7 separate regions of the Mus musculus genome follow, and regions 2, 3, 4, 5, 6 and 7 are each linked to region 1. A link is a contact called in public Hi-C, HiCAR-type and promoter capture Hi-C data. All regions are on one chromosome and are shown on one strand. The core of a region is the stretch at or near the end of the contact, and the rest is flanking DNA. Distances in the headings are between cores, read along the strand shown. Region 1 holds the start of Hey1 (hairy/enhancer-of-split related with YRPW motif 1). Region 2 holds the start of Snx16 (sorting nexin 16). Region 3 holds the start of Pag1 (phosphoprotein associated with glycosphingolipid microdomains 1). Region 4 overlaps Il7 (interleukin 7). Region 5 holds the start of Zfand1 (zinc finger, AN1-type domain 1). Region 6 holds the start of Pkia (protein kinase inhibitor, alpha). Region 7 holds the start of Impa1 (inositol (myo)-1(or 4)-monophosphatase 1).

What was found. Promoter capture Hi-C pulls out the DNA fragments that hold promoters and counts their contacts. A called contact is a pair of places that touch in the nucleus more often than the background predicts. HiCAR-type assays count read pairs that join an accessible place to other places. Capture Hi-C pulls out chosen DNA fragments and counts their contacts.
Region 2: a promoter capture Hi-C map of adipose tissue shows a contact between it and region 1, with 4 times the contacts expected there. The contact joins the promoter of Snx16 here to the promoter of Hey1 in region 1. A contact is called at or near these places in 4 of 39 promoter capture datasets (liver, neutrophils and pre-B cells), 3 of 484 Hi-C or Micro-C datasets (CD4 T cells, double positive thymocytes and regulatory T cells), 1 of 115 datasets of contacts at active chromatin or transcription factors (astrocytes) and 2 of 9 other capture datasets (adipose tissue and liver).
Region 3: a promoter capture Hi-C map of liver shows a contact between it and region 1, with 5 times the contacts expected there. The contact joins the promoter of Pag1 here to the promoter of Hey1 in region 1. A contact is called at or near these places in 5 of 39 promoter capture datasets (embryonic stem cells, hippocampal neurons, liver and 1 more), 3 of 484 Hi-C or Micro-C datasets (CD4 T cells and embryonic stem cells) and 2 of 115 datasets of contacts at active chromatin or transcription factors (astrocytes and pancreatic cancer cells).
Region 4: a contact with region 1 is called in a promoter capture Hi-C map of embryonic stem cells, with 3 times the contacts expected there. The contact joins the enhancer-like site here to the promoter of Hey1 in region 1. A contact is called at or near these places in 6 of 39 promoter capture datasets (the 3T3-L1 cell line, 3T3-L1-derived adipocytes, embryonic stem cells and 3 more), 1 of 115 datasets of contacts at active chromatin or transcription factors (astrocytes) and 1 of 9 other capture datasets (embryonic stem cells).
Region 5: a contact with region 1 is called in a Hi-C map of double positive thymocytes, with 15 times the contacts expected there. The contact joins the promoter of Zfand1 here to the promoter of Hey1 in region 1. A contact is called at or near these places in 1 of 39 promoter capture datasets (liver), 4 of 484 Hi-C or Micro-C datasets (CD4 T cells, CD8 T cells, double positive thymocytes and 1 more) and 1 of 9 other capture datasets (liver).
Region 6: a HiCAR-type map of astrocytes shows a contact between it and region 1, with 8 times the contacts expected there. The contact joins the promoter of Pkia here to the promoter of Hey1 in region 1. A contact is called at or near these places in 1 of 39 promoter capture datasets (hippocampal neurons), 1 of 484 Hi-C or Micro-C datasets (cerebellum) and 1 of 115 datasets of contacts at active chromatin or transcription factors (astrocytes).
Region 7: a promoter capture Hi-C map of pre-B cells shows a contact between it and region 1, with 7 times the contacts expected there. The contact joins the promoter of Impa1 here to the promoter of Hey1 in region 1. A contact is called at or near these places in 6 of 39 promoter capture datasets (the HPC-7 cell line, embryonic stem cells, hippocampal neurons and 2 more), 1 of 484 Hi-C or Micro-C datasets (CD4 T cells) and 3 of 9 other capture datasets (adipose tissue, liver and macrophages).

What each region holds. Positions count from the first base shown.
Region 1 is chr3:8,665,378-8,668,344 of GRCm38.p6, forward strand. It overlaps Hey1 (hairy/enhancer-of-split related with YRPW motif 1), which reads right to left and starts at 1,661. Exons shown (of 5, transcript NM_010423.2): 1 at 1,405-1,661; 2 at 1,125-1,200; 3 at 895-978; 4 at 568-649. The coding sequence starts at 1,493. LOC115489673 reads right to left here. Exons shown (of 2, transcript XM_030252957.1): 1 at 1,847-2,967; 2 at 1,547-1,701. The coding sequence starts at 2,509. The coding sequence ends at 1,561.
Region 2 is chr3:10,438,606-10,441,439 of GRCm38.p6, forward strand. It overlaps Snx16 (sorting nexin 16), which reads right to left and starts at 1,525. Exons shown (of 8, transcript NM_029068.4): 1 at 1,310-1,525.
Region 3 is chr3:9,832,380-9,835,360 of GRCm38.p6, forward strand. Pag1 (phosphoprotein associated with glycosphingolipid microdomains 1) reads right to left here and starts at 1,300. Exons shown (of 9, transcript NM_001195031.1): 1 at 832-1,300.
Region 4 is chr3:7,577,877-7,581,006 of GRCm38.p6, forward strand. The region is part of intron 2 of Il7 (interleukin 7); the gene reads right to left. Among named protein-coding and RNA genes, the nearest start is that of Gm16685, 33 kb to the right of the region's middle. Within about 2 kb of position 1,740, at least 11 of the 459 cell types and tissues checked have an H3K27ac peak or open chromatin away from gene starts, as enhancers often do. A contact at or near this core is called in embryonic stem cells and stem cell-derived epiblast-like cells, where this site is marked.
Region 5 is chr3:10,349,706-10,352,792 of GRCm38.p6, forward strand. Zfand1 (zinc finger, AN1-type domain 1) reads right to left here and starts at 1,612. Exons shown (of 8, transcript NM_025512.3): 1 at 1,537-1,612. The coding sequence starts at 1,591.
Region 6 is chr3:7,365,167-7,368,264 of GRCm38.p6, forward strand. It overlaps Pkia (protein kinase inhibitor, alpha), which reads left to right and starts at 1,438. Exons shown (of 3, transcript NM_008862.3): 1 at 1,438-1,586.
Region 7 is chr3:10,329,852-10,332,740 of GRCm38.p6, forward strand. Impa1 (inositol (myo)-1(or 4)-monophosphatase 1) reads right to left here and starts at 1,588. Exons shown (of 9, transcript NM_018864.6): 1 at 1,471-1,588. Slc10a5 (solute carrier family 10 (sodium/bile acid cotransporter family), member 5) reads right to left here. Exons shown (of 1, transcript NM_001010834.2): 1 at 1,883-2,889.

The DNA of each region.
Region 1 (2,967 bases), core at 411-2,910:
CAGAGCAGTGAAATTCATTAGACACACAGATGTAAGTTATCATCGTGGAGCTTTTAGGCACTTGGTCCTTGGTGAAGAATCTGGTGGCTGGAGACAGACACGGGCTTCAGTCTCTCACCCCGTTAGATTTTTTTTTCCTCTCTATTTAGCCCCAACATGTCTCTTTCCTCCAAATTCTTTTGGCAGTTCGTTTTCTAAATCTGTATATAAAATTCCGACTATCTAGTTGTTCTTTTTAATAAGCCATTTCCCAATCCTTTCTTAAATAGCAACAGACAAACATGAGTGACTTGACCTAAATCAGGGCTGTCACAACCGGAGGAGCTCCGGGAGACAGGCGCTTGCTGAAAGGTGCATTAGCTCAGTTGAAAGAGGATTGGGGTGATGTATTCACTGCTCAAGAACCCATGTGCTGTTGAAGGTGCACTTGGCTGGCAAGCACATACTGCTCTCCCCACCCCACAAAGCAAAGCAGGCAGGGACTGCACCAATCCCAGACTGCGCTTGCTACCACCCCCACCCCCCACGCCGAGCACGCAAAGCCCCAGCTGAACTGGAGAGGAATACCTTTCCCTCCTGCAGTGTGCAGCATTTTCAGGTGATCCACAGTCATCTGCAAGATCTCAGCTTTTTCTAGCTTAGCAGATCCCTAAAAAGAAGACAAAAGGCTTATCTGACACAAGTGCCTTTGGAGAACTTAAAATATGCACACAAATATACATACATGTAAAATACAAACGTAAAAAAAAAAGCAAAAGTCACGTATATCCACAAAATCTGTGGGAATTTGTGTAAGAACATCCAACGACTTGGCACAAATGAGGTTAGAAGCACGGAGGGGAGGGAATCAGAAGGTGCCGATGGCTACACTCAGCGCTCTCATACTTCCATTACCTGCTTCTCAAAGGCACTGGGTACCAGCCTTCTCAGCTCAGACAAACTGTTATTGATTCGGTCTCGTCGGCGCTTCTCGATGATCTATGGGAAGCAGACAAAAACAAAGGAGGGCATTTACGTTATGACTGTACATTCCAACGAGAAGAAATGTGGTTCTTTCCGTTAGTTAATTAATTAATATAACAATGTGCATATATATTTAAATTATTGGGGGGGGGGGTACTCACGCCTCTCCGTCTTTTCCTGGCCAAAACCTGGGACGATGTCGTTGGGGACATGGAACACAGCGCCGAACTCAAGTTTCTGTAAGATGGGAAGCAATTGCCTTGAGAAAGGAAAGGAGAGCCCTCCTACACCAGATTTCTTTGGCAACTTGAGCTGGAGGGCTCGGGGACGATTGCTCCCAGCCAGCAGCTGCCGGCCCACGACTCCCGGCAAAGGGAACCCAGCATCAGCGCACCCCATCCTCTCCTCCCGCTCCGGATCGGTCGGACGCCGCCAACTCACCCATTCTCGTCCGCGCTCTCCTTTTCCACCTCGATGGTCTCGTCCAGCTCACTATCTGAGGAGCTGTAGTCTGGGTGAGCTCTCTTCATGGTGGCGGAGCGTGGGCTCCGAGGAGGGTCGCGCGGCGGGCAAGGAGGAGTTAACTGCAGTGGCCGCTCAGCGCTCGGCTGCGGGAGGTGCGTGCACACTGATCCCACTCACGCTCAGTCTCCGGTTAAAACTCAACCATCCCTTTCCCACGCTGCGCCCCTTCCCATGGATAGGGGGAGGGCGGGGAAGGCGGAGAGGTTGGGGCAGGGGCGGGGCCACGGCTCCCGGGTAACCGCGTGCCCCGGCCAATTGGCGCCTCGCTGCGCAGATTGGCAGCCGCATGGGGGCGGGACGAGCGGAGGCCGAGGCTGGCTGCTCCCCGCCCCCGGAGCCCGCCCCTGCCCGGCGGCAGTGCGTCGGCTCCGCAGGAGTTCGGCTGGGGGCCGCGGGCGGCGGTGGGCCGGCGGCGGGCAGAAATGGGGGGCCGGCCCGGGACACCAGCCCGGCGATAGCCACCGCCCCGCCCAGCCCCACCCCGCGCGCCCGGATTGGCCTGGCCGTGTGCCAGGGCCGCGCCTGCAGCGCCGCCGGTGAGCCGCACGCGCCGCGGGCCGTGGGAAAGTGCCGGCGCCCCGGCCGCCAGCCAATCCGGACGGACGGCGACGGCGGCGGCGACGGTGGCGGCGGCGGCGGCGGCTGCTCTGGGCGGCTGCTCTGGGCGGCTGCATGAATGGAGAAGAATAGCCAGGCGGGGGAGCCGGGCTGCACGAGGGCGCGCCTGCCGGGCTCCTGGTGTGAACCTGTAATCGGAGTCCGGGCGCCGGCGGGCCCCGGAAGCCACCGCCCGCGTCCCGTTCTCTGCACTGCTGCCGGTGCCCCGCGGCTGGAGGCGGGCGTAGTTGGCGGGTCCTACAGGAACAGTCGCCTGGGGCGCCGCTCCTTTGGATGGTGGCCACCAGCTCTGGGAGCAGAGCCTGAGAGACTCAAGGGATGCTGCTTTTTGGGTTCTAGGAGCCTCTAAAGCTAATCCTGCAAGGCTTCTCAGCTTTGGGACGAAATGCATGCCCCTATGCATGTCATTTCCGGGGAAGTAGAGCGCTTGTTTTCTGGGTTAGCTTGAGGGAGGAGTAGCTATCCCCCGAGACATTCATTATGTTGGGATTTTTGCTGTTGTTTTGTTTTGTTTTTGTCCTCCCTTCCCCCTAGTGTTGGCGGCCAGATCCTCTTAGCAGGCGACAGGGTGGCGGCCTGGGTGTTTGCTTCTGAGGCTGTGCGATCATCTGTGCGAGGATGCACGTTTCTGGCCCGCATCGCGCGCGCGCGGACACACACACACACCCGTTGGTCTCAGTTGGGAGGGGCGTTTGGGGTGCTATATGAAGTTCTGCACACCGCTCTCCCCTCTCCCCCACCAAGAAGGGCGACTTTAAAAAAATAGTTTAAATCTTATGGATTGTTTCCCTAGTTCAGCGTTCACAGAAGTAGACAACCTGGAGAAAGCCCAGTCTTTATCCTGCCCCACTCTTGGAGCCT
Region 2 (2,834 bases), core at 275-2,774, 1.8 Mb after region 1:
TCCCACTCAAAAAATGGAAGCAGAAGGAGAAGTTTTGTCGTCCTGGTTGTACTATATGCAACATAGGAACAGAAGAAGGAAAAAAGTCATTCATTTTACTTTTTTATAGAATTACTGAAACTCCCAAGGATTTACACAGGCTAATCATAGTCAGTCCGAAGTTTGATTATTACTAAGGAATGCTCTTTTACTTTGATTGAGATTTGCAATGCTATGCATGCATTCTAAACCTCTTCCTTAAAAAATATGTTAATTTTTAGGCAGGGTCTTACAAGGTTGTTGCCTGTGAACTTGCTAAGTAAGTAGCCTAGGTAGGTTTGAACTTTTGATCTTGCAGCCTCCATAGGTGCTGGGATACACACCTGTACTACCAAGCCAGCAACAACTGTCTTGAAAGTAACATTTTTTTTTAAACTTAGCATCAAATATATTTCAAATGCAAACTTGGTAAAGTTAACGAAAAAAAAGGGGGGGGGAAGGTATCAGGTTTACAGTCAATCAAATTAAATCATTAAAAGTTTTGCTTTTTGATTCTAGATTATTCATTCTCAATAACCTAAGGTCCAAAAGATGGTTATATTGTATGTCTGAATAATTTTGTAGAATAAAGAAGTAATGACTTACCATTACGACGTTAAGTAATAAACTCAGAAATGTTAAGTAGCGACCAGGAGAAATGACAGGTCTATTTATACACAGCAACAGGGGGTCTACCAGCCCAACTTTATTTACTGTCCTCTTAGCAAGCTGTCCCCTCTGGATGTAGGAAGTTTAAACAGGGTGTCTAACCTCACGCGGCCAGTGCAACCTTCCTTATTGTGGAACATTCAAGAAACTTGAGCTACGGACTCACCCCTTGGGTGAATCCTGACCCCCACCCCGCACCTCCCCAGAAGAACCGCGCAGGATTCTCGTAGCTCCGGCGCTGGCCTCTGACATCTGCCACCTGAGGCCCCGGGCTGCCAAGGGCGGCCTCGGGGTGCGCCCGGGGACTTCCACCCGCGGGAGCGCCGAGCGGCGGAGGGAGGGCGTGTCGCCTTCTTCGGGGGCGCCTGACCTCGTACCCAGGAGGATGCTCCCGCGCTACCTGGGGAGGAGGGTGACAGCACGGTGGCGGAACGCAGGCCCGGGGAAGCTGGCAGGGCGACGCGGTCCGCGCGGGCCGCGAGCCCTCAGGCCGGGCTCCCGCACCTGCAGTCCTCCCGGGCCAGGCGCGCCCAGGGGTGCGGCGGGGTCCAGGCTCCCCCGCGCCCCGCAGCCTCCCGCGCGCCCGCCCGCCGTCCAGGCGGCAGGTGTCCCCGCGTCCTACCTCGGCGCGCTCCGCGACCCCACGCCGTCAGGGGAAGGAAGGCGGCTCCTGTTGGACTGCGGCGGGTCGCGTCCTGCCCGGGCACTCGGACTCCTCACGTGACCCTCCGCCCCGGAGCAGCCGCTCGGTGCCTGGGCACAGCCACCCAGCCAGGTTCCCGCGAACCGAGGGAAGGGACGGCCTCGAGTGGGAGGGGGAGGTATGCCGCTCCAGGAAGTGACGTCACAGCACGGCACCGCCCCCGGAGGCCCACACTGGGATTGCTGGTCCCTGTCTCTGCAGTGGCCCGAACAAATCTAATTTTATCACAGGGAATCGACAGTTTTTTTTCCACAGGCTTTATTACTAGGGAGTTTCTGAGAAATGGGGCTACAATATCTAGTTTGCCAAGTAGATGAAGAGAAGACTTCAATTCCCAGAAGGCACTTTGGCTAGCATAAGTTCGGGCTAGAGCTTTGCATCATGGGACTTGTAGTTATCACTGGTTGGGGGGGGAGGTCTAGAAGGTTAGTCATTTTCCATAATTAGCATTTCTTTGATGGATTGACAACTGATTTGAAGAGTAGGCAGATAGAACACTATTTTATTGTGTATTTGTCCCTGTAATTTAGGACTATGGTAAAGATTCCTGAATGCCTGAATTTCTGAATTTAGCCCAAGTGAAAACAGTATTAGGCTGCTTAGATTTGCTAATTTGAAAACCTTTAGTGTTTCAGCAACACTATTATTTAATATTATATATCAAAGTTTACAGAACCATTTGTCAGTACAATCGAGTTGTCTTATTTAAAGATCATTCAATGATTTCTAGGGCTTTGGAGCGATACCTAGAAGGGGAAAATTGAGAGTGGTGATTCCAAAATGATAATGTGATTTCTGACATAGGTGTAGCTTTTATTGGAGAAATAAGTATGAGATAAACAGAATTCGTTGAAAACATAAAGATATTTTCAGGATGAAATTGCCCTTTTTGTCCTTGAATTAATATAATTGAATAAAGGGAAGAAAAAAGTAAGGCAAAGAAAAATGAACCTTGGAATAGTTTTCTTAATAGGGCTCCAGGGGCCAAGGAAAGAAAAGCGCTCAAGAAATAAGAGTGTACAGGTAGCATAGTTTGAAGAAAGATGAAGATCTTGTAAAGGTTGTTGGAACTGTTTGAGTAATTTTTTTTCAGATTATTGAGTGGAACATAACAGGATATACATATATACAAACATATACATATATACATATGTATATATCGCATATTTTCTGGTATTGATAAATGGCTAGATTTTACTTTCAGGAGATAACTAGACATTTTTAGTAATCAAAGAAGAACATTCTGTGTGTTGTCAGATAAGGGCTACAACATAATCTATATATACAATATAATCTATATATATACTGGCCGGTTCCTACTTATAGACTTTTAGTTTACACTCTATGCAGTGGTCCACAATAGAAATGAACTGTTTACACAGCTTACAGAATAAGATTATTTTTCTGACTTTTGTGTTGTGTACTTTTATGTATGTATAATAAG
Region 3 (2,981 bases), core at 50-2,549, 1.2 Mb after region 1:
CCCATGCTCCCTATTAGGAGAAGACAGTCTAATTTAAAGACTGCCCTGTTTCTGACTACGAACCACTATATCATGTCAACGTTTTTATTAAATACGGCTCAAGCTGGACTTGAAAAAAAAAATGGAGTGAGTAGAGGCCCAGATGCAGCCCCTGCAGATGCAAAGGTACCCAGCCAGGAGGCTTACATAAGAGATGCAGGACAACTCAGCCATCCTCGGAATCCTGTTTCTTTGAGACTTGCCCACATTCTTAAAGCATATGAATTAAAACGCATAGAGCACTTTTCTCATTTTCTATGCCTTGGAGCACAAAACACTCATTTGACACATAAGTTGTTTTTCCCTAAAGGGCTAGGCTCCAATTATGGGAGGTTGGCAACTTCTGCCTAAGGGAAGAGTGAAGTGGGATGTGCAGAAAGCCTGCAGGCCCGAGCAGCAATGTCTCAGCTTCTCATCTCTGTGCCAGTCCTCCGAGGGGATGGAGGGGATGTAGGCAGAGCTTCCTAGGATGGAGGTGGCTGACGTCCCTGACCCCACGCGGCGCAAAATCAAGGAGCTCAGAATGTGCAATTTAGCGGCGGGCCAAATGCCCTCGGAGCACCTGTCTCCCCTAGCACATTTCCAGCTGGCACATTCGGGAGAGGCAGGAGCCAGCCCTAGACTCCAGCCTTGAGTCTTCGAATGCCATGCCCCATCCTTTACAGTCCAGTACGCCTTCCTCCAGCCGCAGCCCCGCTAACGGGAGGTAAAACCTCGGCCTGGAACCACAGGAATAAAACGAACCTGTCCTTCCCACGCTGCCCGAAACTTCAGAAACTACAGTCAACTTACTGGTTCGCAGAGGTCTTCTGGGGCTCCAGAGCTCTAAAAAGCGCTGCAACTCCGCTGCTCGCAGCCGGGCTGGCCCGCGGTGGGCAGTGGTAGCGGGCGCAGGACCCTCCTGATCCTCGTCGCCTCGGTTCTGCCGTGCCGGGGGAGGTGCGCTCTCCCGGGCGCACCGGGCGGCCGCAGAGACTCGGACTGCACCGGGAACCCGAGCAAACGCCGTCGTGGCCGCCAGCCCTTGAGAGCTGTGCTCGGAGCTCCGGGTGCGTGTCTCCCTCTCTGAGGGAATGCGACACCACGGAGTCCCCGCACGAGAGGCTCCAGAGCGCTGCAGAGTCACCAGTCCGCCCCGGAGGAGCAGTCACAGCACCCGCGCGCCGGGCGGGAACCGCAGTCCGCACTGGCCGCCGCGCCGCGGAGAATGACAGCGCCGAGGCGGAGCAGCGCGCGGGACTCAGTGCGCATGTTCGCGACTGCTGCGGCACGTCACGGGGGCGGTGCCAACGGGCGGGGTTGGGCGGAGCGAGAAGGGTGGGGCGGGGTCGGGGGGGGGGTTGCTGCGAGGCTAATGTGGCTGCCAGCTGCAGGGCAAGGAGCTGGAGCTTCGCAAAATCAGGGCTGGTGACCAAAAACTCTGTGACTGAGGTTGTCTCCTTAGCCCATTGTCCCTTAAGAAGCAGTCTATGGGGAACTGCCTTAGGGTCCCAGGACAGCCTGCAAAGGTCAAGTTTAACCCAGATGGTTGCTTAACCTTCAAGGACTGCAATTTGCAGGACACCTTTCACTTTGATCTGATGCAGAGTAAGAACTTGAGGAGCTTGTAGGAGCCCTTTGTCCTGGCTGGACTCCAAAGTAAACACAGGAGACTCTGAGAGGTGGGGCCCAGGTATGTAGGTTGTAAATAGCCTTGCCCAAAGCTCCCCAAGAGAATGTGCTGGTTGTATGGTAATACAACACTTGCCTACGCACATTCAGAAGGTCTGGAGGATGGGGAATCCCTATTCCAATAGGGTCCAAGACTATTCCAGGGCTGCAAGCCTCCCACACCCTGTTCTTCCTTGCCACTTACGAGGACAGAGACCCCAGAGCAGCTACTGGCGTGTGGGTCTGCCTGAGAATCAGGTGAAAATGCTTTTAACTTGGAATTTCCAAGGCGTATCCACTATGGTTCGGGTTCACCCACTGGGCACTGGGGGAGGGAGTGGGAGGGGAGATTGTGTGGGGGAGTGGGGTGGGGTGGGGAGGACTCGAATATTGCCTGGAACAAGCTGCAGATAAATCTGACAAGGGTTTTGTTGGCCTTGAATTTTAACTTATTAAACAAGCAACCCGGAAATGGGGATAGACAGTGTGGAAACAAATAACCAGTCCAGATGTGACACTCAGGACTTCTGAGCCAAGTCCACTGAACTCTAAACCAAACAGTTATTTGTCTGACAAGTTCATTTGTTTTCTCTAATGGGGAAGAACAGGCACGAGTGATATTAAACATACACACATTCACTCAGGTAGTGTGAAGTTGGCTGGATAAAAACGGCTCATTAGGAGCAAAGGGGTGGGAATAGGGAGTTGAGTAAAGGAGAAAGGAATGTTAATACGTTGCAGAGGAGGATGTGTAGGAGATATTAAACTCAGTCTTCAGCTTGGAAAGGTACTTTGAGAATAAGGATGCAGGATCCAACTTGGCTGGATTTAGAGGACGGTGAGAGGTTCGTTGGTTTGAGAACTTATAAAGGTCTGGATTTCACCACCAGGCTGTACTAGTGACTTTTCTCATTGCTGTGACAAAATGTTTGGCAACAGCAGCGACTCAGGGAATGAAGGCTTTGGTTCGAGCCATGCTTTGAGGGTCCAGTCTACCATGGCGCAGAAGGCAGCAGCGTGAGGAAGTCGGTCACACGGCATTGACAGTCGGGATGGATGAGAGGTGTTTAGTCCTTTTTATTCCAATATCCCAGTCCATGCTATGGCACTGCCCAAGGGCAGCAAGAGCCTCCCCTCCTCAGATAAGCCTCTCTGGGAACACCTTTCCCTAAGACACACCAAGTCCTGTAAAGCTGACAAGATTAACCACCACAATGACTTACCTCATTGAATCCCACAATGATCTTCTAAATTAGATATAGGAAGTTATTGTATCTATTTTTTGCTCTTAA
Region 4 (3,130 bases), core at 490-2,989, 1.1 Mb before region 1:
CAGCAACCTGGTTTTATGGTTTTATCTGGCATTTGGCAGATGTGTCCCTGCATCCTCTAAATATGATCATGTAATAGCATTGAGAAGTATTGGAAATTTGTCTGTACCAGTCACTGAAGGCATACTGGAATCATCACAGGAGCAAGACATATATTTTCTAAAGCTACCACCTTACAACTAAAAGTAATGAACAGTTATCTACTAAGTCATTTTTCTATCAAGTTTTATTTAATCCCCAGGATGACATCAAATTATACATACATTTTTTATTAAACCTACAAGTCTCATATGAAATATGTCACTGAATTAAATTCTTAGAGTGTTCTAACAAATTTCATAACAATATTTGAAAATTGATGTTGGTTAGGCTATTGCTGTGGTAAACTAATATGATTTCATATGCCTACAAAAGAGAGTGTTAAGCTTTTCTGCATGTTTGCCAAGTATTTGATGAAAACTTAATTTTCAGTATGATGATAGTGTCCCTTTGACATGAACATGTAAGATGTCACGGCTGCCTTCTGAAGCAAACCTATCAATAGCAGCCCAGAATATGAATTCATAACAGAAGAAAACAACTTCTTGATTTAACACATGTCAAAATAATAGATTCCTACAGGCATGTTGGTTCATGTAAACATATTTCCAGTTTATTATAAATATGGAAAACCCACAATATAAAAGTCCAAATCACTATGATCTATGATGTGAATTGCTCCTAGAAAAGGTCTCAATTTCATTAGGTTGCACCTTGCAGTTTGTTTGTTTGTTTGTTTTCTATTACATACTTAACTTTCTTGTGTTAATTGTTGATCTATTGCTGTGAAGAGACACCAGATCAAGGTAACTCTAAGAAATTATTTAACTGGGGGCTTGCTTACAGTTTTAGAGATATAGTCCATGATTATCATGGCAGGAAGCACTCAGGCATGGCAGTAGAATGTTAACTAAGATCCACAGACAAAGGCAGAGACTGGGCCTAGAATGGGCTTTTGAACTCTTAAGTTTCCCTCAGTGACACATCTCTGCAACAAAGCCACACCTAATCCTTCCCAAACAATTTTATCAGCTTGGAACTAAACATTAAAATACATGAGACCATGGGGCCATTCTCATTCAAACTACTACATTCAGCTCCCTGGCCCCCATAGGCTTCTAGTCATATCAGAATGTAAAATGCATCAGCCAACTTCAAAAGTCTCCATAGTCTTTTATTTTCAAGACAGCTTACAATACCAAAGTCCTGAGTGTCCTTGAGACTTAAGCCTATTTCTTAATTGTAAAACCCCATAAAAACAAAAAGCAAAATGCTGACCACATACTTCCAACATACAGTGGTACAGAATATACATTACCATTTCAAAGGGGAGGAGCAGGAACTTATTAATGAAGCACTGGACCAAAGCAAGGCTGAAATCCAGTAGGACAAACTCCTAATGTCAAAGGGCTGAGTAGATAGCTCTTCATATCTCCCACACTTCCCAGATTTGCTGATAGAAACACACTTAACAATCTTGGGCTGGTTCCACATCCTGCCTGGAGCTTCTCTCCTTGGCAGATACAACATACTGTGACTTTTCCAGCACTGGTAGATCTCCATCACAATCCATCCTTTACATTCACAGCTTTACACAATGGCTTTCCTGGACTTTCCTGCAAAGACCTACTGCCATGAACCTTTACTTTAGTAATAGCTTTCCTAAACCGTGGAACATTCCACAATACCTTTCCTGTGTCCCACTTAATTCTAAAGCCAAAGCTACATAGCTGAAGCTGCCAACTTCTCCTGCCTGCTGGAGCTGGAACCTGTCCCCTCCTTGAATTACATTTGCATAAGCTTTCCATTGTTGTTTAGGACAAAGAAAACTTTCAGGTCTTTGTTTTCCTTGGTCACAGGATTAGGTTATTGGGGTCTTGCCCAGAGGTTTCTACTCCCTTTTTTCTATCCAGCATCAGGCCTTTAAGCTTCTTCCATGAATAAGCTCCAGTACCAAATGTCTTGCTTCTCTTTTTCTCCCCAAACTTTACATTTTGAATTTCTCTTTGTCTTGTTTGTTTCTCTTCACTGTAGATGTGCATAAGAATGAATAAAATCACTACTTGGCACAATTAATATTAGGCTGTCTTGAAGTCTCCTCTGCCAATGATATTAGTAGAAAATTCCATTTTACCACAGGTGGATTTGTTGGCAGAAAGTAGCCACATTCTCTGCCAAAGTATAGGGAGAGTGCACTCTAATCCAGTTGATACTCTTCTTTTCACCAGTGCCTATGTAGTCCAAATTGTCCTCAGCACTATTTTTCATGCTTTTATGACCTAGGCCCATTATGCCCCACTTATTATTTAACCAACTTTTCTTGTCCAAAGTTCCAAGGTCTTCCAAACAACTGTATCAGTTATACCTCTATACCTTCATCACTTTTTAAGTGTATTTATCCTCTAATTTTTTGCTTTATGTGTGTTTTCTACAAAATCTTACATATGCTTACTTATCAAGGCACTAATGACAAGTTTATATTTCAGTCTTTATTTTTCCCTGAAAATGCAAAGACCTCACAATTTTTCCATATTTTCTTCTCTGATATTAATCTAGGCTCATTTTCTGTTAGTTTCTTAGGGAGAATAAGAAAAAATGTTAGCATTTTTGACTGGTTTTATAGGTAAAATCTATTTAGTACATGCATGTAGAAGAGTACAGGTGTGTGCTTACACTAGCACATGTGTGGAAAATAGAGGACACCATTTGAGAGTTTTCTTCTGTCTCCTTGTGAGACCCAGGGACTGAATTTGTGTCTGCAGGCCTCCACATAAGTACCTCTACCCAGTAAGCCTTCTCTTTGGGCCTAATCATTCTTTTTCCAATTTTTCTACTTTACTTATGCTTTGTTCATTTATTATTAATTTATTCACATTTGTTGGAATCAACAAATAGTACTTCTGACTTTATAAATGAATGCTAAAGTTGATTAGATATTGTTCAGATATTACTTAGCAATGCCTCCACTTTATGGGAGAATGAATCCACTTCTCATGACTGCTCTAGGCAATTACTAGAAACGTGTTGGTTCAAAAAAGAAAGAGAGAGAGAGGGAGAGAGAGAGAGACAGAGAGAGAGAGAGAGGGGGAGGGA
Region 5 (3,087 bases), core at 362-2,861, 1.7 Mb after region 1:
CCTAGAATGAGAAGCGCCTAGTGAGCTATCACTATTGTTATTAAACGAATCATAATACTGTGAGCTTCAATTTCATGCCAAGAAATTAGAGATATGTGTCAATATGTAAACTCAAACACATAATCTGCAGAATTTTTATACTTTTTTAGATTTATTTTTCTTATTATTGTGTGTGTGTGTTGTGTTTTCTTGTTTGACACAAATGGAGGGTGGAGGATAACTTTTCGGGAATCAGTTCTCTCTTCCCACTGTGATTTTGAGGCAGGGTCTGTCTTACTCCTGGCTAGTGCCTCTGAATGAGGGTCCTGCCTACAGCCATGCTCCTGTCTGAGACACACGCCGAGGTTTGGATTACAGACTTTGTCACTGGCCCATTATGTCACTTTCAATGGGAAAAATTGGTTGTGTTTGCTATTTTGAGACTTAGAGGGTTCAAGCAAGTATTATATGCCATTCAAGGTAGCCCAGGAGGAAGAGTTATGATTAAAATAATTTCTTAGCATCACATATCCCTACTTAACTGCACCCCCTTTCTGCTAGTCCAAGAGATAGGCCTCATCTTAATAACACTACAGATATGTGAAACTGGAAAGGATGAGCTATATCACAGATGGTAGATATATTTAGACATACTAGTAAATCAACCTGACAAGATGTATATAACTTAACAGTCAAATTCAAATAGCCAAGCTTCCCTAGGAAAGGACTACATGGGGAAAAAAAACCAAAAAACAAAAACAAAATTGATCTGCTGAGTGAATGGTAAAGGACATATACAACAACACGTCCTGTCTTGCCTTTGCTTAGTGCAGGCATCACCTACTGCAGGAATCCAGGCCAAACCCAAGAGCTGCATTCAAGACCTTGTTAGGAACTAACAGAAGCTGCAGCATGAGGAAACCCTCTGCTCACATTTGGAGTGCGATCTAACAGACTGTGAGCCTGACGCTTTAAGGACTTGCCGGCTATAGGAGTCTAAACACCCTGAACTTTGACGCATACCACCAGGGCCTATGTTTATGACAAGGTCTACCATTACCATAGTATTTATTAAACCTTCCTAAAATGTGGTTTACTGATCTGCAACTAATAGCTTAAGTTAATATTAGAAACACCAAGACGTCTAAAAACCTGCGAACACACTGCTGAAAACTGATGCTCTTCAACGCATTTGTCAGACAAAAAAATAAAAAATCAATCAAGAAAAAGCCTGGGAAAGTGGATGCTCCACGGTGGCAATGGTAAGGACCGAGGGGAACTGGAGTCCTGATCTAAGTCGCTTCGCCGACCAGGGCTTCTTGAGCAAGGCCATCTGGATACCCCGAGGAGTCTGCAAGGTGTGCATTCGGGATCTGCGTGCAAACCAAGGGAGCCACAAAGTTCGCCCCTACACCGAGGAACAGTAACAAAGACACCACCAGTATCACCCTGGAAGGTCGCTCACGCCCCGCGTCCTCCCTCACCCGCCGCCACCGCCCCGGCCGTCAGAACCCGGCCCAGGTCTCCCGCGGATGAAAATGGGGCTTCCAGCGTCACCTCGCTGCCGGCAGTGCTGCACCTGGCAGTGCTGCCCAATGTCCAACTCCGCCATCTTTCCACCGCCGCAAGGGCAGGGGGCGGGGCAGCGCTGGGAACGTCAGTCCGGAGCGGGCAGGACCGAGGGCGGGGCGTCCTGTGAGGTGGGTGGGGCCTGTAGTGGGGCAAGGCGGGGCTTTCGGGGGCGGGACCCCCGGTGGGGTGGGGCGGGACTCCGCGATGGGGCGAGGCGAGCATGCGGGGCGGGGCCCACAGGAGAGGCGGGGCCTTGAAGACACTTGCGCGCTTCCTGGAGGTTCCAGCACTCTCCAGAAAGAGAAGAGACTTAGTAGAACTCAATTCTTGTAGCTGAGGTTCTCGGGCTCAAATTTGAGAAAAACCTAGCTCCTCTTTTGGAAACTGCACTCGCTGTTCTCTACATTGAGTCTCCAAAATTGAGAACTCCCTCACGAAGATTTCTTGATTTCTTAAGTAACTGTATTCCCAGGAGCCAACAAAGACCTGGCAAGAAGGAGCTAAAGGAGTCTGCAACCCTATAGGTAGAACAACAATATGAACTAACCAGTACCCCCAGAGCTCATGTATATGTAGCAGAAGATGGCCTAGTCGGTCATCATTGGGAAGAGAGGCCCCTTGGTCTTGCAAACTTTATATGCCCCAGTACAGGGGAACGCCAGGGCCAAGAAGTGGGAGTGGGTGGGTAGGAGAGTGGGGGGAGGGCATGGGGGACTTTTGGGATAGCATTGGAAATGTAATTGAAGAAAATACCTAATTAAAAAAAAAAGAATGCTAGCAAAAAAAAAAAATGTTATAGCAATCAAGAGAGGTACCGGGACACTGATTACTATATTGTCTTGATGTTTTAGTTTGAAGTAAATGCCCTCACCATGAAAGCATTAGGCTTTTGTTTTTAATTTAAAGGCTTCTTTTAATTATTTGTTAAAATTCTAGTAAGGAAAAAAAAAAATACATGCAACTAAAGTGTACATCGCTCCTCGGTTAGGAGAGCACACTGCAGAGGCAAGCTCCTAGGTCATAGGATGAAGGGAGCTGTTTGATGTCTGACGAGCCTCTTCATTAGAACTAAGGGGAGGCCTTGCCTTGTAGGTGGGGTAGGAAGGGATGTCTTTCTACTGACAAGACACTGGACACAATCAGAGTGGATGAGTGACAATCAGCTGCAGACCTGAATAGTCTCCCATGTGACTTAAGGGTACTCAAATGCTCTCCTGAAGAGTAAAGTGAATACAATTGCCACACACCATACTTTTTCAGTGCATTCTGGATATTCGAACAGACACCACAGGCTTGGGCAGCAAACAGTTTTTTCAGAGAGCTAACTCCCAGCCCTTGCGATTTCTTGAATCTAAGGCTCAGCAACTTACGTTTTACTAATGTTGGTACAGTCAAGCAACAGTAGATTTTCTAGAATGTTACCGTGACTGAATGTTCTAAATAGATGGCAAATATATATCCCACCAATCCAATCAGAACATTTCTTTTTCAGCTCTTGGAGATCTCATAGCAGCCCAAGACTAAAGTTTAGCTACT
Region 6 (3,098 bases), core at 188-2,687, 1.3 Mb before region 1:
GTAATACTGGCAACCTCTAATGATGCTCACGAGGAAGGCCAAGATATGAGGAATGAGGCACATACACTGCAGAATACTAGTGATAAGGAAACTCCCTGCTTGGAAATGACTTGCTTGGAAAAGAAACCCTGGCCAAGCACCAAAAAGAGAAAATCCTAAGCTGCCTTTCGCCCTTTGTACTACCAATCACCTAACTGTTGGTTAGCCAGTACCTTGGAAGGAAGCAAAAGGAGATGTGCAAGATTTGTGGTAGCTCAAAATGACCACTCTTGTAAAAAGTTAAGTAAATATGTTCTTTTCCCAGAATTTGCCTCACTGCAAGGTGCGCTAAGAGATAGTCCTCTGATTGTTTAGAAAAACCCACTCAATGTCTCCGGTCCTTAAGTCTGTCCCCTTAATGCCGTTAAAGGTTAACTAATGATAAACTGCTAAACTGTGACTGAAAACTGCTCTTAAGAATGTATAAAAGGTGTGTGCTTTAGCTACTCGGGGTTGCTTCTATCCTGATTTCAGGATGACCCCAGCATGCTGGATCAATAAACCTCTTGTTTTTTGCATCAATCTTTGTCTCTGCGTCTCTGTGAGTGTGGGACATAACGGACCTAAGGCTTTTCGGGTCTTACAGACGCATGGAGGGAGAGCCAATTTAAGGAAGCAAGGACAAGAGGCTTGTGTGCATCCATGCTTAGTTTGTCACCAAGGGAAATTCTGAGAAATCCCTTGGGAGTTACAGGTATCTGCAGATGTGAAATCTGCCTCTTGTTTTTTCAAATATTATTGCTTTCACCCAGGCAGTCTAGCCCAAAAGCAAGGACTGTAGGGTACAAGGAGAGAGCTGGGATGCGCATCTGTCCACTAGCAAACAGAACTAAAATCCTGGAATGACCCTTCTCAGTGTCCTTGGGTGATTTCACTGCTCTCCTCCTTTCACTGGGTTGGAAGAACCCCATTCTATCACAATAGCAAGAAAATGGAAGTCCACAATCTTCAGCGTTCATAACTGTTTTTACTCTGTGTTAAAAATCAAATGACTCATGTTATGAGGGTTCTTAAAAAGGCCGGTTGCCCATTTTAATATTTTCGGAGTATATGACTGTTTATTTCAATAGACAATCATCCCTCAGATTCGGCGAAATGAACAGTACTGATAAGGAAGATGGAGAGGGTGGGAAACCTACACAGTCAGATGGAGCTATCCAAACAGCGATAGTGACAGGGGAGGGCGGAGATCAAGGACTCTCTGCAAAGAAGGTCTGTTTGCCCCTTCTGTTTTGTTGCACAATCCGGCAATGCTGCGGGTGTAAAATCGGTCAGAGAAAATCAGCCTCCACTCCGGGGAGCAGCGTCTTTCGGGTGCAGCTGGCAGACGCAATTCCTGGAACACAGAGCGGCGAGTCTCCCCCCGCGGTTCGCACCGAGTGCGCTGCTCCGGCGGGCGATGACTTCATGCAGCCAGCCTGGAGTAGCCAGCGGCCGCTGCAGCTGCAGGTGGGGCGGGGGCCTTGCGAGCCCAGAGCCCAGCACACGCGGCCAGGCGGGCAGGACTGCAGCCAGGGGCAGCCGGGACGCGTCTCTCCATCCTGAAGGTAAGCCGCTGACCCGCGCTTTCCGATCCAAGACGGCTTTCCGCCTGGTTGGGGCTAGCTTTGTAGGATCCGGGAAAGAAGAATTAACCCGCTGCATTCTACAGTGGGAAATGGAGCAAGGGAGTGAAAGGTTGATTAGCCTTGAATTGAAATGGGAAAAGAGGTGTTCGGAAGAAACAAAGGGGCTTTTCAGCCCCCAGCTCTTAAAGGCGACCAGCCATTTCCGTAGCAGGTTGGTTTAAACACTGATGACTATTAGAAATGTAAAACCGTCTGAATGTCCATTTAACCTTTGTGTCTTCTACTTTCCATCAGTCTTTCTCAGGCTTGGGAGGCGTGTGTCCTTTGAAGCAGTTAGGGCAGTAATCCGTAATCTCTCCCCTACACGTCCTCCTTGCTTCTCTGTCATCTCTGGTGTGATACCTGTGTGTTTCTTCTCTCATCTCAATGTCATGACACCTGCTTGCTTCAATACAGTTCCTTTGGGAGTCAGGGTGCAGTGAGAACTTCGCTCCCCTCCCGAGTTCTGCCTAAGGTGGGCTGCACTTGGCAACTTCTACCTTTATTTTCCATCTTCTCTGCCAATCAGCTCATTGATTTTCAGAGATGCTGTATCTCATCGTCTTTTTCCCTTCTTCAGTTCCATGACTGAGTTCATTAAGGACCCAAGAAGGGCTGTGCCTCACAGAGGGTTTCCCTTAACACACCCCTGTAGCTGTACAAAGGAATAAACGTCCCGCTTTCAGCTCCGGACAGACATGGTTTTCCCGAAGTGTTTTTCTTGCTGTCACCCTGGTTGGCTAACGAAAGGCTTGCTTGAGTGGAATAACAGAATATGTTGGGCTATGCAGACTGTTCTCTCTGCATACATGGGTACAGGAAAAGGAAACGGCAGTCTCTCCAAATATTTCTAGTTCAGCTGGGGTGTAAGAAAATTAGCTGTCAGAGTTTAGTGTAACCATTCCAAAACCAAGTAGTGTGTATGCCTCAGGTTTCCTCAGTAACCCTAAGCTGGGGCTTTCCTGTTGGCAGACAGAAAGCCAAGGTGACCCCAATCTCAGACTTTGATTATTTGAGCATGCCCAGGATTGTCTCCTTATGTACAGGCTCCTCATACCCTCACACACATGAGCTACCCCCACCCACTACCCTTTCCACCCCCAGCTCAAGCCCTTATTCTCAGCTGGGGACATAAGTTTGAGTAAGATATGAAGCAGGTAAGATGGCTGTAGTGGGTGGCTCAAATGTGTGCCTCAACTACAGAGTAGTTGCAGTAAACTGGATTGTGTGGAATCTGGGGGCCAACATTCCGTATATAAGAAGAGCTGTCATCTCCATACTTGAAGATGACAGTATGTTCGACTCAATGGCCATGCCATTTTATTCAGTGAAAAGGTAAATCGGTGAAAATCAGGAGGGCCTTTAACCTACAAATGACAAGTGTGCCTGTTTCCCTTCCCAGTGTTAGAGATTCTCTGATATCAGGCTAATTCTTGTGTGTTTACTTGGTTT
Region 7 (2,889 bases), core at 338-2,837, 1.7 Mb after region 1:
GAAATGTGAGCAAGTGACTTGACAGCTTTCTGCTGACCTCTCCAGACTCACCCCAGGCTTGACCGCACTAACACTAACGTGGGCCCCTAGCCCAGGGAAGCATGGAAGTGCTCATGCCCAGGAAAGGTGGCCGCTCTGCCTGCTTCCCAGGACAAGTCACACCCTGTGCTTCCCCTGTAAGAGCGTCAGGTACACGGAGAAGCGCAGGGACACAGAGCAGACAGACACAACCAGATGCTGCTGGCTACGGCTTCACCTTCCTTCTTATTGATATAAGGTGGGCTTCAAGCTTTGAGCATCCTCGCTTAGTCTTCAGAATGCTGGTGGGATTACAGACATTTGCCCTCACGCCTAAGCGCCTTTTCCTGTGATCCAAGCGTCCAAGCAAGCATATAAAAGGCGCTTTGAGTTATAGAATAAACTCCTTACAGCTCTTCAAGAATGCTTTCCAAACTTGGTCACACTTGTTCTTACTGCTCTCTTCTATTCTGTCACAACTGGACATTCTTGGGCTGGGCTTGCCTCCTCACCACTTGCTTCCTCAAGCCACTCACACTTTACCTTGTGACAACATGAACAGAACACCTCCTGACTCCCCAGGACTGTTTCAAAAGCCATCCATCGAATCTTCAACCCAACAGATATCAAGCAATAGACAGTTGCAGAAAAACTGCTGTTGCTATGCAACATTTGGTCATTTATAATGCATGCTACATCTTCTTAATCAGTTCTAATATTCCTTGAGGAAAGGAGGCTGATAAATAAAAATTTCTGAGGTGCCCTAAAATGTAGAGGTCCAGAAGAGGGAAGACACAAGGGAAGTTAATTAGGTAACAGTTCTCTGGGGTTTGTTCTGGCTTTGTGGAGCATGGTGGGGGGCAAGAATAGAGACTTTAAAAGCCTGTGCCTTGAAATTCAATTATAGCGTTAGCTCATCAGAGGCACTTTTTTAGCTTTGTTGCTGGTAGTTTACAAAATGTGCCCCAAGTCTTGGTCCATTTCCTAGCTGATATATATTAATGGCTCAATAAACCCTTTTATTTCAAAGACCTTTGCTTCAAGACTTGTTTTCACGGGGGTCATATTCTATCACCCTCACTTTGGGAACAAAATCATACAGACTTAAAATTGTTTCTATCCTATACAGGCCCCGCTCCCGACGCAGGACATCACCGGACCTGGTCTTGTTCACCCCTAATCCTGTAAATTCGTGAGCCAGGGAACTTGCCGTGTAGAGCCCTGAGGGCTTGGGCAGAGCCGGGCTCATTCTGCGACACAGAACCTCAGAGATCGAGGACCGCCTGGCGAACCCGCTCGGCTGTTTCCGGAGCGCTACGGAGAGCACCGCCGGGAGGAGGGCCCGGCAGGCGCCCCGGCCCAGCATGGGGAGAGCTTGTCTGCAGCCCGCACAACCCCCCGCCTCGGCCACCGAATAACGCTGCACGGAAGCCAGGGACAGAACCGACTCACCTCGCGCGAGCGCACCGCGATCGATGCTCAACCGCCGGCGTCCGAGGGCTCGGTTCTTCGGCTCTTCCGGAGGTAACGGGGATTGCTCCGACAGGAAGTCCCGCCCCATTAAAACCCCGCCTTCACGTCTTCGCTCAGACTGGAGGTGTAAGCCGGGCCGAATTTGCCTTTGTAAGGGCTGGTCCGGTTGAAGTTACCGTGTTCTGGCATTCTCCTGCATACCCTTTCTTCTCTAAGAATCCCGTTTTCAAATCTCCACTTTTGTCTTTATTAGTTTATTTTTTTATTAGTTTATATCATATATGTTATATATTAGTGAAATTAAATATATATAATATATTATATATTATATATTAAATTATATATAAATTATATTAGTTAAATTTCTTTATTAGTTTATATTTTCCCATTTCCCATTCTGCTCTTCGGCTACAGCTAAATTGGAGTTGTGACTGTCATTGGGCACTCTCATTTGTTAAACCTGTAAGCCTAAAGGAGATTTTTATTTTTATTTTTTGCACCAACTCTCTTCTCCATAATTCACTTAGATACAGGTTGTTTGTTGTGGACTTGACGGCGGCAGGCAGTTGCTCTCCGCACCTGCAGCCCTCAATACTAAGGACCATAGGCTTTGTAAATACTATACAAGCACCCTGTCTTTGAGCCGCTTTCAAAGGCGTCGATTTTTAGCAGTGTTCCATTATGTAGCATAGGTTGGCTTCTGAAGTCTTTGAGCATCCTGCCTCCACTTTCGGGCTACAGGCACCTGCCACCACACCAGACAGCACTTGTGCTCTTACGTGCTTAAACATAAGTGTTAGAACGGTTTCATGAAGAGTCCCTGCACAATACAGATGAGGAAAACAAAGCTTGGAGAAGTCAGGGGATTTGTCCCAAACTCACACAACAAGAGCATAGCACCCTGACTCCAAAATCCGCAGAGAATCTTCATGGCTCAACCACTTGCTCTGGATGACCAACAAAGGCTAGTTTATGGTTCTTAAAATGTTTCCTCACGTGGAACAGTACCATGGTAAGTATGTTACTTTTAAGTGGAACTCTATCCAGATGACCTACCCACAAGATGACCACAATGCCCTGGCATAATTACTTGTGAAGTGATTGGTTCTCAGGAATCAAAACAAGAAATTATCAACAACATGTAACATGTCTCAGAGATGAGTGGCAGGGACAGCAAATCGGATTGATAAACCCACAAAGACAAAATGAGTCTACTCTTCTGAAGCCTGCTGCCTTAAGACACTGATGTGGGTGTCTATCACATACTCATGGTTTTTTGCTCTTCCACAAAAGACCTTCAAGAGCTTGGTTTTGGGGTCCTCTATTATCAGTTGTTTGAAAATAAAAATCTTATCAAATGCATGCTGTATGAGTGAAAGAGCCTCCCCTGACATTGCA